2 separate regions of the Mus musculus genome follow, and region 2 is linked to region 1. The links are chromatin contacts, called in public HiChIP or PLAC-seq maps. All regions are on one chromosome and are shown on one strand. The core of a region is the stretch at or near the end of the contact, and the rest is flanking DNA. Distances in the headings are between cores, read along the strand shown. Region 1 overlaps Spsb4 (splA/ryanodine receptor domain and SOCS box containing 4). Region 2 holds the start of Spsb4 (splA/ryanodine receptor domain and SOCS box containing 4).

What was found. HiChIP or PLAC-seq counts read pairs in DNA pulled down with a chosen protein or histone mark.
Region 2: an H3K27ac HiChIP or PLAC-seq map of VIP interneurons shows a contact between it and region 1, with 2.8 times the contacts expected there. The contact joins the promoter of Spsb4 here to the enhancer-like site in region 1. A contact is called at or near these places in 6 of 39 promoter capture datasets (3T3-L1-derived adipocytes, the SN4741 cell line, embryonic stem cells and 3 more), 19 of 484 Hi-C or Micro-C datasets (the Patski cell line, Sertoli cells, cardiomyocytes and 11 more), 21 of 115 datasets of contacts at active chromatin or transcription factors (VIP interneurons, bone marrow-derived macrophages, cardiomyocytes and 14 more) and 4 of 9 other capture datasets (adipose tissue, embryonic stem cells, liver and 1 more).

What each region holds. Positions count from the first base shown.
Region 1 is chr9:96,942,110-96,947,814 of GRCm38.p6, reverse strand. Spsb4 (splA/ryanodine receptor domain and SOCS box containing 4) reads left to right here. Exons shown (of 3, transcript NM_145134.3): 3 at 3,111-4,333. The coding sequence ends at 3,238. Among named protein-coding and RNA genes, the nearest start is that of Gm51657, 48 kb to the right of the region's middle. Within about 2 kb of position 3,039, at least 22 of the 459 cell types and tissues checked have an H3K27ac peak or open chromatin away from gene starts, as enhancers often do. A contact at or near this core is called in VIP interneurons and trophoblast stem cells, where this site is marked.
Region 2 is chr9:97,015,173-97,020,877 of GRCm38.p6, reverse strand. It overlaps Spsb4 (splA/ryanodine receptor domain and SOCS box containing 4), which reads left to right and starts at 2,523. Exons shown (of 3, transcript NM_145134.3): 1 at 2,523-2,684. Gm16010 (a long non-coding RNA gene) reads right to left here. Exons shown (of 3, transcript XR_871043.3): 1 at 4,537-5,705; 2 at 3,112-4,251; 3 at 1-2,885.

The DNA.
Region 1 (5,705 bases), core at 1,790-4,289:
TAGGTAAAGAAAGTGTCCAGGTCACAAGCTGCTGCCTGCCGGCATCAAGGCAAGCTGACCAGCAAAGCCAAACACAAATCTAAAAGGAACCCCTCTGCCTTTACCGCCACCCCAGTCACCAAATCCTGAATATGACCCGACACGCCCTGAGCATCACCAGCCATGCCCTGAATGTCATCAGCTACTTTTGAACTTACAGGGTTTTGGGGAGTCACACATGACACACTTTTCTTTCACTTAAAATTATGCATGAGAGGCTCGCCCTGGGTTCACGTGTACCTGGGGCCCCTTCGTGCCCAGAGCTGATTTGTTTTCTCCTCTGTGAACAGACAGAGTTGATTTGGGCACCCAACTGGTGAGGAGCAACAACAGGGCTGCTTCCATTGCCTCTGTTACAGTATCGTCAGGGAGGTGGGCAGCTGTGACCTGGAAAGTGGCCATGGAGGGGGGAAGGGAGAGACAAGAGTCTCAGGCTGTGGCTCACGCAGTCTGCCAGGAGTCTGGAAGACAGGTGGCTCCACCTTTCCACCTTCACTCTGGCCTTGGGCCCACCTTTTTATTATTGTTCTTTGAGAGGGGCAGTATGACAGTCTAAATGCAAGCTTTACAACTCTGCACAAGTCTCTCTTCTCCAAGCCTCAGCTTCCTTCTCTCTCAGCCAGGAATGAGTAGTCACACTGACTTCAGATGGTCACTTTAAGACCTCAGTGAGATACATTCACCCTTGCAACAGGCCAAGCAGAAGCTCAGTAAACATGGGTGAGATAGAAGATAAATTCCCACTTCTGGTTCCAGGGGTTTGAGTCCTGGTTTTTCTACTTACCAGCTGTGCATCCTTAGGTAGATGGCTTGTGTACTCTCTTTCAGACTTTTCCTCCTTAAAATAGAGATGATAATGATATTTATTGGCCCCGGGGGTTGTTATGAGTTTTTGATACATGCATTTGCATGAATTGAGCCCCCCAAAAGAACGTGTGTGTGTGTGTGTGTGTGTGTGTGTGTGTGTGTGTGTGTGTGTGTGCGCGCGCGCCGGGCAGGGCAGGTTGGGATACACGGCTGGCATTCCCTGGGTAGCCTCCTTTTGTATGAGAATCAAAAGATAAGAGGAGAAAGTGAAGCTACTAGCCTGCGGTCTGGCCTCAGCAAAGGACAGCAAGATGTGGCCTTGGATGTATTATCTGGCCCTCATGAGAGTCCCACTTGGATTCCGGTGGTGGCCCATTAGAACTGCACCTCTCGAAGAAGTTCCCTCGAACCCCAGCTGCCATTGCTCGCCCCTCCCTCCTGATACCATTCCCACACAGCGGACCATTTGTGTTTGCTCCTTATAATTTGACCACAATCCTACGTACTCTGTTGCCAAAAGAATGCTTAGAACCAGGCAGTGGTGGCACACGCCTTTAATCCCAGCACTTGGGAAGGCAGAGGCAGGTGGATTTCTGAGTTCGAGGCCAATCTGATCTACAGAGTGAGTTCCAGGACATCCAGGATTATACAGAGAAACCCTGTCTTGAAAAATAAAAAAAAAAGAAAGAAAAGAAAAGAAAAGAAAAGAAAAGAAAAGAAAAGAAAAGAAAAGAAAAGAAAGGATGCTTAGCTGTAGCGCAAAACATCGAGGCCATATGTCAGTCACAGGTGAATAGGACCACTGTCATCTTCTTTCTCCACTGGTCTGTTTCAGCTACCAGCCCTGTCCCTGCCCTCAGCTTCCCTGTCTCCCTGATCCCTGATCCCTGTCTGTTTTCTCTACTTGTAACACTGCCCAGCCTCAGTGTGCCTATAACACTCCTACCCATACTTCAAAACCCTATTCAGGTTTCTCTCCTCGAAGCTTTCAGGAAGCTGCCTAGTTTCTGTCCCTTTGCGCTCAGAATTCTTTCCTATATTAACACTTTTAAAATAATTCACTTGCTGGGGCTGGAGAGATGGCTCAGAGGCTAAGAGGCTGCTCTTCCAAAGGACTAGGGGTTCAACTCCCAGAACCAACATGGTGGCTCCTAACCACCTGTATGTAACTTCTGTTTCAGGGGATCCGACACCCTCTTCTGGCCTCTTTGGGCACAAGGCTAACAAATGATACACAGATATACATGCAAGCAGAGCACCATGCATGCAAAATTAAAAACAAAAACAAAACCATTCATTCACTTAAAAATCTTAGGTCATAAGGAAATCCCAGACCACAAGCTCACCTCCAGGGCTGGCTCTGGCCCTGGCTGAGTTGTCTCTGTATCCCTAGGATTACCACAGGAAATGAAAGAGGAAAGAATTAATATGTGTATCTGCAGTGAGCTGGTGTAACTCAGTAAACTGTCCTGTATCGAGAGGTGCCAGCGCACCACAGTGGGCGTATGGAGGTCAGAGGGCCACTTTGGGGAATGGGTTCGCTCCTACCATGTTGAGTCAGAGTCTCATCTGTTTTCCATCTCTACACTGGTGTGCTGGGCTTACAGATGCCCGCAGCTGCATCTGGATTTTTTAAGTGGCTTCTGGTGCTCACTGTCAGGTTATCAGGCTTGTGTGGGGAGCACTTTTATCCCTCGAGCCACCTTCCAGGTCCCTGGTGGATTTTAACTTACCTCCCTTCCCCCGTCCCCCAGAACTTGAGTGCTGTAAGAAAATGTGTCCTTCCATTGCCCATCATAAACACTGGAGGGAAAGCGTGTGGGTTTGAAAGAATCTCAATAGCCTGGTGGAATCTAACCTGTCTGCTTGCTTGTTTTGAGACGGGATCTGGCTGTGTTGCCCAGGCTGGTATTGAACTTCTGGGCTCAAATGATCCTTCCGCCTCAGCCTCCTGAGTACCCTGAGATAAATCATCCTAAACGTTTTGAGCCACACATTCTACATCAGAACTTACCCTGGCAGTGGATAACTTTGTTTCCACTATTCATCTTTAAATACCACTATTTAGCGGTTGTTCTAAACGTTATAGTCTGAGCAGCTGCAGCTGCCTTTCATAATCATTGCTGAGTGCCTCTTACTGCAAGCAGGGATGGCTCTTCAGTAGCAGGGAGCACTGAGCCAGCTCAGGGGCAAGGGTAGGCAGCAGGCAAGCTAGGCGGAGTGAGGAGGTGTGGGCACTCACGCTTGCTTCACTGTCTTTGCAGCTGAGCCTCTGCCGCTGATGGACCTGTGCCGGCGATCCATCCGCTCAGCCCTGGGCCGACAGCGCCTGCGTGACATCGGCTCCCTGCCCCTGCCTCAGTCTCTGAAAAACTACCTGCAGTACCAGTGAGCGGCGCTGAGGATCGGCTGTCATCTGTGGTCACACAGCTCCAGAGCGTCAGGACACATCAGTGACTTGGAAAAGGAATGCCTGTTGCCATTGCTGCCACCGACCAGGACCAGGAGGCCACCTCGTGAACCAGAGTGTAGAGACCATTATCTTCCTCAAGAGAATGAATAAAACATTGGGCAGGAGACGGCATCCAGTTAGTTCCCCACTGCAGACAGACCCAGGAAAATTGGCCAGTGGAGAGAAAATGGGTTCTGAATAATGAATGACAGAAGCCAGCCCTTGATGGTCTCCTCCACGCCTGCCCCTGGCCAGGGCAGAGAGACTGTCCTCCATTTTAAGACTTGGTACCACTTTGAGAGATGAGTCCAGGGTCCCACAGCAGGGCAAAAGCACCTGGCCTTACCTCTCTGAGCCGGTTTCCTCATCCCCTCCTGCCCTCTTCCGTCATGGATAAAGTTCTTTGGCCATTCCCCTCCCCACTTTATTCAGGGACATGAATCTGATGACTTGCCCTGGGGACAGAGTTTCTTCTTGGGTATGATCATTGTAAGTAGTGTTTGCATTTTTTTTTTTTGAAAGAGGAGTGTGGTGAAGGTGGCTTTCTCCCAAAGGTGCTAAGGAAGATGGGGCCCTCGTGACACCAAGTCTGAGACACCCTGAGTATCCAGGGCTCTGGCAGCCATCATTCAGGGTGAAGCCTGGCTGTCACAAAGCTTTCTTTGAGCAAATTATTTTTTCACTGTAGGAGACTTCCAGTTTGTTTCTCGTTTCCAATATGTGTGTGATGCACCGTTTATTTATCAGCTGGGGCCCCGCGGTGTGGCCTTGGGACTGCAAAGGTGGGTATAACAGTCTCTGCAGGACCTGAGACCTATCCTCTCACAGAATGTTGCTGCTGCTGCTGCTGCTGCCGCCAGCGCCACCATTTGGCATCTTTTGTGTGTTCCAAGATACCCTCCACCCAGACTCAGTTTTAACTGGAAATCATCACAGAGTAGGATACAGAGCCAGACAGTGCAGCCTACACTGTAATGTGAATGTGACCTACAAGCAAGGAACATTTCTAATAAAAGTTTGTCATTCTGTCCTTCAGCTGTGTGTAAAGTGCTCTATCCATCATCCTCCCTGGTCTGTCCCCAGATCCACAGACATCAAACCTGGGAGTGCCTCTCTGTACACACACACACACACACACACACACAAACGTCCACATTCGAACCCCAACCACAGAGATGTAGAGACCCGATCTGGAAGACACTCTGTCCCCAGGATCTTCAAAGACTCCTATAAGCCCTGATGCTGAAGCCTTAGATGTTCAAGGTGACCAGAGTCAGTCAGGGTAAACCCAAGACCTGGCTCTGGGGCTGAATGCAGTTGGCCACCAGGGAGCAGTGCTGGTTGCTGCAGAGCAAATGAGGCAGAGTTAAGCTGAGCTCTGCTGGGGCTGGTAGCAGGTTAGCAGTTAGGGACAGGAAGGGGACTATGTCAGGACCAGTACAGGATTCACTTAGCAGCATCAGCCACCCATATACCACACCACACCAGACTCTAGGGCAGTGTCAGACTGATGTCTCTGTCCTGGGTGGGGACATTTACAGTTTGTTGTAAGACCTTGAGGAACTCAGCAGGAGGAGGAGGGGAGGGGAAGAGACAATTTCTTGTGATCAGAAGAGCGAATATGAGACACACGTTGTCTGCCCACCCTGAGGCTGGAGACAGGATAGGAATGGCGTCTCCAGGCTGCAGGCTCTAAGCACCTGCCTGGCCACTGACTGACTCAGCTGCCAAAGCGTTCAGTTGTTGTGGTTGCTAAAAGCAGCTTCCGGGAGAGGCACAAGCTTGGGCACTGGTCGGGAAGCCTGGGTTGGGGTTCAGGCTTCCTTGTTTATACACAGTCACCTTGGGTAAGTCACTTTCCCCTCTGGGCACAAGGAGCTTGACCAGGTAGCCAGTGACTGACTAAGGACCGTCCCTCTCCCAGCCTCTAGGGTCCAAGTTTCAGCACCACTTTCCATTTTGGAAGAAGCCCTTTTGTCTCAGCTCCTAAGCTTCGTGGCTTCTCTCATTCTAACAGTGCCTTCCCTCCCTCACTTCACCCTCTCATGATTAATGAGATCAGCCTTCATCTAGACACCCCATAACCACCCACCAGTGTCTTCCTGCTCTGAGCTATCAGTTCTGAGCATGTATCTCCCGGCACCAAGGACCCTATTCTGAGCACTTGTATTGGGTCCTATCTGCCCTTAGCCTCATGGATCCAGCAGGCTGTGGGTCTCTGGAGGGCTGGGCCGGTGCCTATACCTACAACAGCCTCGTAGGTCAGACACATCAGCTCTGCAAAGGCCTGTAGAGGAGCGGGACAGATAGAATGTCCTCTGCAAACTGGGACACCCAGAGGAAACTGCAAGGGAAGAGCTCAAGTAGCTCAAGTAGGGATGAGGTCCTCCCAGAGCTGAGGACCGAC
Region 2 (5,705 bases), core at 1,274-3,773, 74 kb before region 1:
CCTTCCTCACCTTGTTCTAGAGCTATTGTGAAGTCTTCCAGAAAGAAGGAAGAAATGAGTGTTGGCAGTTGTATTGGGGTCCAGGTAGAAAAACCATCAGCCGGGGATGGTATTTTTTTTTCAGGGTTTATTTTAAGTGTATGAGTACTTTGCCTGTGTGAATGTATGTGTGTTATTTACATGCCTGGTGCTGATGGAAGTCAGAGGAAGGCATCTGATGCCCTGGAACTGATATTCTGGACAGCTGTGACCCACCATGTGAGTGCTGGGAACTGAACCCTGGTCCTCTGCAAGAGCAGCAAGTACTTTGTTTGTTTGTTTGTTTGTTTGTTTGTTTGTTTGTTTGACACAGGGTTTCTCTAGGTAGCCATAGCTGTCCTGGAACTCATTCTGTAGACTAGGCTGGCCTTGAACTAAAAGATCTGACTGCCTCTGCCTAGTGAATGCTGGGGTTAAAGGCGTGCACCACCCACTGCCTGGTTTAACCGTCTGAGTCATCTCTCCAGTCCTTGAAAAGTCTTGCTTAAGTTCCTGTTTGCTGAGTTTTCCTCGGTTCTCATTTCACGATGTCCAGCTCTGTTAGCACCACAGCCGTGGTCAGAGCACGTACTCCAGAAATGTCCTGGGGAGGGAGGGGACTCGGGGGGACAAGGAAATGTGTGCATGGGTCACATTCCCTTCAGCAGCTCTTCTGTGCAGTCCCAAGAGCAGAGACACACAGGTACGGAGAGACAGACATGCAGATATAGATGAAGCAGCCCAAATAAAACCAAGAGCGCCACAAATACTTGCTCAGAATACCCCTCTGCCACACCACTGAGCTGTCCTAATCGACAAAGCATCATTGACTGCCTGGATCTCTGAAGCAGCTTCCAAGCTGGCCAGTGCTATTCATCCATCTATCCATCCTGCCACTGGATTATCTTTCTGGACAGCAAATCTGTGAAGGTCAAGAGGCCTGCCAAACTGATCTTGGGGAAAAGCCAAGCCCTTTGGATGCTCTCCAAGACCCTAAGTACCTACTCTCGTTTCATCTTACCTCCTGTTTTGGCTCCAGTCATACCACAGGCTGTTACAGGTACCTACCATGAGACTATGATGTCTCTGCATCTAGCAGCTCATTCATGCAGACACTTCCACAAGGAAACATTCTCAAATTGCCCTCCCCAGTCTGGGAGAGGTACCCTGGAGCCTTGGTCAACACATTTCCCTCACAGGGCTGAATTACAGGTGCTTATCTTCTGTGTACATGGGGGGAAAAAAAAGGACACTTTCTGAGGGGTGAGGTCAGTTAAGACTATGGAATGGACCTAATGTCAACTCTGGCATGGAAAGCAGGATGCCCTGGCCTGGAAGGAAGCCAACTTGGAGGTACAGAGCATCCCTCGCTCTGGCCACGCCCTCTTATCTCTGCGCTCTGGTTACCGAGGGAGCCGCCATCCTTCAGCGCTCTCGGTAGCCCTCTGATCGATGATCCTTCTCTCGGGCCTCAGGTGGTCAGGGGAAAAGCACCATGGAGCAGGTGCTGCGTGAAATTGGATTCTGAAAGATGAGTTGGAGTCTGGCCTCAGAAATAAAGTGTGGACATGTGTGTGCCTAAGGCAAGGGGGTATATTAAAGCATTCTCTTTCCCAGTCGTTGTTTCCCGCAGGCCTTCAATACAGGCTCCAAAGCTATCTGGCGACCGTGATGTCTCCTCTCTTCATCCCCGCCCCTAGGGACACCCACCGTGGCTCTCTAGGCACGCTTGAATGAATGGGGGAGGACCCATGCGCATGAATGAGCGCGTGTGTGAGCGAGTGTCTAGGCTAGCCAGTCCGCAGATGAGTGAATGGCGTCCGCGCCACTTCGGCCCAGGGGCGCGGGCGAGGGTTCCACTTCCCTTTCCCGCCAGCTGGTGGCCTCCAGAAGGTGGCAGAGCCGGCAGCGGCCCGAGCTGGGACGGCCGGGGCGCGGGATGGTGGGGGAAGGGGCGTTCCCGGCGGCCGCGCCTTCCGCGGCTATTGGATTAGTGGCCTTCAGGGATGAGCTCAGCCGGATCGGCTTTCAGCTGCAGCCTCCGGGCCGGCCGGGAAGGCGGGGAGCGAGCGGCCGTGGAGGAGGAGGGGGAGGCGGCGGCTGCAGCATCCAGAGCTGGCCCTGGCGGTCGGCGCGCCCGGCGCACAAAGGCGCTCAGCCCCTGGGGAAGGCAATGAGCGCACAGCTGCCCGGGCCCTGGCCACCACTGCAGCCCTCGCGGCGTGTGCTCAGTGCTCTAGGGAAGAAACCCGGTGCTCCGGGGACGGGCGGCCGAGGTGCGGCCCGTGTGCCCTGAGCGCGGGACTCGTCGCTCTCCAGGTCAGGCGCCAAGCTTTAGGGCCATCAGGGCAAGGGCTTCCGCATCTCGCTGAGATCAGCGCAGTGGGGCACTTCACTACTCGGGACCGGACCTCGGCGGCCTCTCCCGAGCGTCAACTTCTCCAAGAACGTCCCTAACTCCAGGGCACCCTGCGGAGCGAGAGGGCGCTGCCGCCGGATACAAGTCGAGAGGACGCGCCGCTGGTTGAGAAGCAGCAGCCAGCATCCGCGGGGTCGCTCGGGCGCCCCTGCGTGGGCGGCAGTGGCAGCAGACCTCTCTCCCGGGAGTCCCGGACCTGCCAGCGCTGGGGATTCCTCCCAGGCAGGCGCTCGCCCTCTCTTTTATGGTAAGTGTTCTCCAGCTCCTGCTAAGGGGTGATCGTCCGCCAGTACCGGTCACACTCGGTGCTCTTGGGGGACTCTCTGGTTCCGGTCCGTGGGAATGTCTCTGTGAATTATGGCATTCCGAACTGGTTGGTTTGCGCCCAGCCTCGGGCGTTGCGTTGAGGTCAGCCTCTGGTACTGTAGGTTTGAAACCGCTGCTCTCCCTGTAGTGGAGACAACACACACAAATTGAACCCAGACTCAACCGACTATGTTCCGGTCGTATATCCGTCACTCTCTGGGGTGACCTTGGGCCAGGTGCCACAACCACGGTTTCCTCATCCATAAGATGGGGGTGATAGTGTGCCCTTTTTTACTAGAGTGTTGGAGGAACTGCTGGGGTGGTGCGGAGACCCGCGTCTGGCATTCAGAAAGCACTTAGATACTAACTAGCGTTATTAGCCTTGTGAGTCCAAGCACATCATCCAATTTCGCAGAGCTGCCTCATCTGAGTGGCGAGGACTAATTTCTGGGGGTCTGCTCGTCTGTGGCTTTTGGAGCTGTGGGAGTAAAGCGTCTAGCACTCAGCAGCCGCTGGTGGTGATTGTTCGTCTCCGACGCTGGGGCAGGGAAGACTGATTGCCGGGTCCGGGAGTCGCTCGCGCACGGTTCCCAGCCTGGCTGCGAGACAAACTTGGAGAGAATAGGTGGCTCCGGATTCTGCTCTGGGAAGCAGGGAGGAGGAAGCCAAAGCCCGGAGTGCGGCAAATAAGTCCAGGAAAAACAAGGGACCCCAAACTCCCGGCTAGAAAGGCCCAGGAAGTGTGATTCCCACCGCCCCGTGGCCAAGCGAGAGCTGCTGAGTCAAGAAGAGAGAAGAGAGCACGTTTGTGTGGCTCTATCTAGAACTTTCAGTCCTGCAGTCCCGGGCTTGGATTTGAATTCGGCTTTCAGCTCCATCCCGCGGTGTGACCTTGAGCGATTCTTCTAAGGTCCGCTGCTCTGTGCTTCCCCTCGCCCTCCTCCCCTCCCCCTTTCTTCCCCTTCTCCTGGTTCCTCTCCCTCCCTACTCCAGGAATTGGTGTGAACATCTCTTATCCTTCCATTCATCTGCCCCTAACAGTTGTTGAGCCTATCTAGATTTAGAAGAGATAAGGGGAAAGTTCACTTCCCACTGTGCCCTGTGGAAAGCGACTAACCCCTGAGGCTTCCTGTCTGTTTCCTCACTTTGGCACCTCTGTCTTTCAACTAAAGCCTGCAGTTTCTATTGCTCAGGGTGATGGAGGATCTTTCAACCTCGCTGCTCCACTCGCTCTCCCAATTGGTTTTGGGCTGCCCGATAAACCCTCTATGCAGAACAACAAAATGTCAAAAGTGTGGTATAGACATCCTTTACAGACGGCCACAGTTTTTGAGACACACACCCTGAATCCATGTTTCAGATTTCCACAGCAAGGACGGTAAAAAGAATTTAAGCCACTTCTGGCAAGCTGCGAACAAAATTAGATTCACCAGCTATGCCATGCAAATATCTCTTCAGTTTTCATTTCTCTTCGACTTTAAGGATATTCAGTGACATAGAAATAAAATCTGCAAGGAAAAACCAGAAGAAGTCAAAAGTCACGGCAGAGCTGGGAAAGAAATGCTACTTACTGCAGTGGCTTCGTAGCTTCCAATTGGGAACCGATTTGGGGTGTCTGTGTGCTGGGAGTGGAACCTAGGGCTCTGTGCATACAAGATAAGCACTCCACCCCTAAGCTCTAGCCTCAGCTTAAAATGTATAAAGAATCAAGACAAGGAAGAGCCCCAAAGGACAAAGACTACAGACAATTTACCCAGAGAGAGTGAAACAGAAATAACACATATGCGCCTTACCTCAATAAGAAAAACGTGTGCTAAAGCCAGAAGATTCAGTTTTTCAGATATCAGATTGGCAAATAGTAATGGCCATTCACTAGCAAGAAGGATTTATCCTCAAAAATGTAAATAGTCCAAATTCCTTTCTAAAGCTAGAACTTCCTCGAGACTACTAGGAGTGAAGACTGGGCCTGCCCTCTAGGCCTGGCTTTCACTGACCCCACCTTCTTTTCTGTCACTTCCCCCTTCCCCACCCCTGAAACCCTGGCCTAAGATCTTGGTTTTGCTCCAACACTCCAGGGCTTATTCCTTTCCTGACTTCCATTCCTACCCCAAGTTGGTCACAGGATCGGAACCTTGTCATGGAAGCATGTCCCAGGATGTGGCTAAGGCTCAGGCCTGAGGCAAGGTCTTTGCCCTTTGAGAGAAAGACCCAGTCAACACCCCCATGCTCCAGTTAATTTTTTTCTAAGCCGGCTGGCTCAGCTGGCTCGCCGCCACACATCGGTGCTCCTGAAAGGGCCCTCCTCTGTTGGCACGGTAACAAAAGATCTCCAGGAGCTCCCTAGATAGAACAAGAAACTGGATGTGGAAAATCAGGAGGTTAGAGGGACCTAGCTAGGTCCATTAGAAGTCTTTCCTGGTAATCATTTTTTTTTTTTTCAAAAAAAAAAAAGTACTTAATGTCTGCACTTAACTTGTGTGAACATGATCACTCATACTTGGCAAAAAGATCAATAATAAAAAATTAAGAATCTAGCAGCACATTTGAATAAAACATGGTCCCTCCATGTGGGGGGCTGCCTTTCTTTCCTGCTGCTGCTCAGAAACAGGCATCGGTTCTGAAGTTGCAGAAAGCATCAGTTAGGCCTATCCTTTGGGAAAGACCCCAGCTGAGCTGTCATAAACTTTGTGGAGTGTTGATTGCATGGGAATCTTGCTTTGCACATTGAATTTGGAACTTAATCCACGTTTCAAATGTATACTTCAATTGTGAAAAAACAAAACAAAAACAAAAACCTTGATGGTAAAAACACAAATTATTCAGTCCAACAACCTTTTTTTTTTGGAGATGGCTCTCACCTTGCAGCCCATGCAGGACTAGACCTCACAGGGTAGCTCAGACTGGCCCCAAACTCTTAATCTTCCAGACCCTCCTCCCAAGTGTTAGGACTGCAGTACCTGGC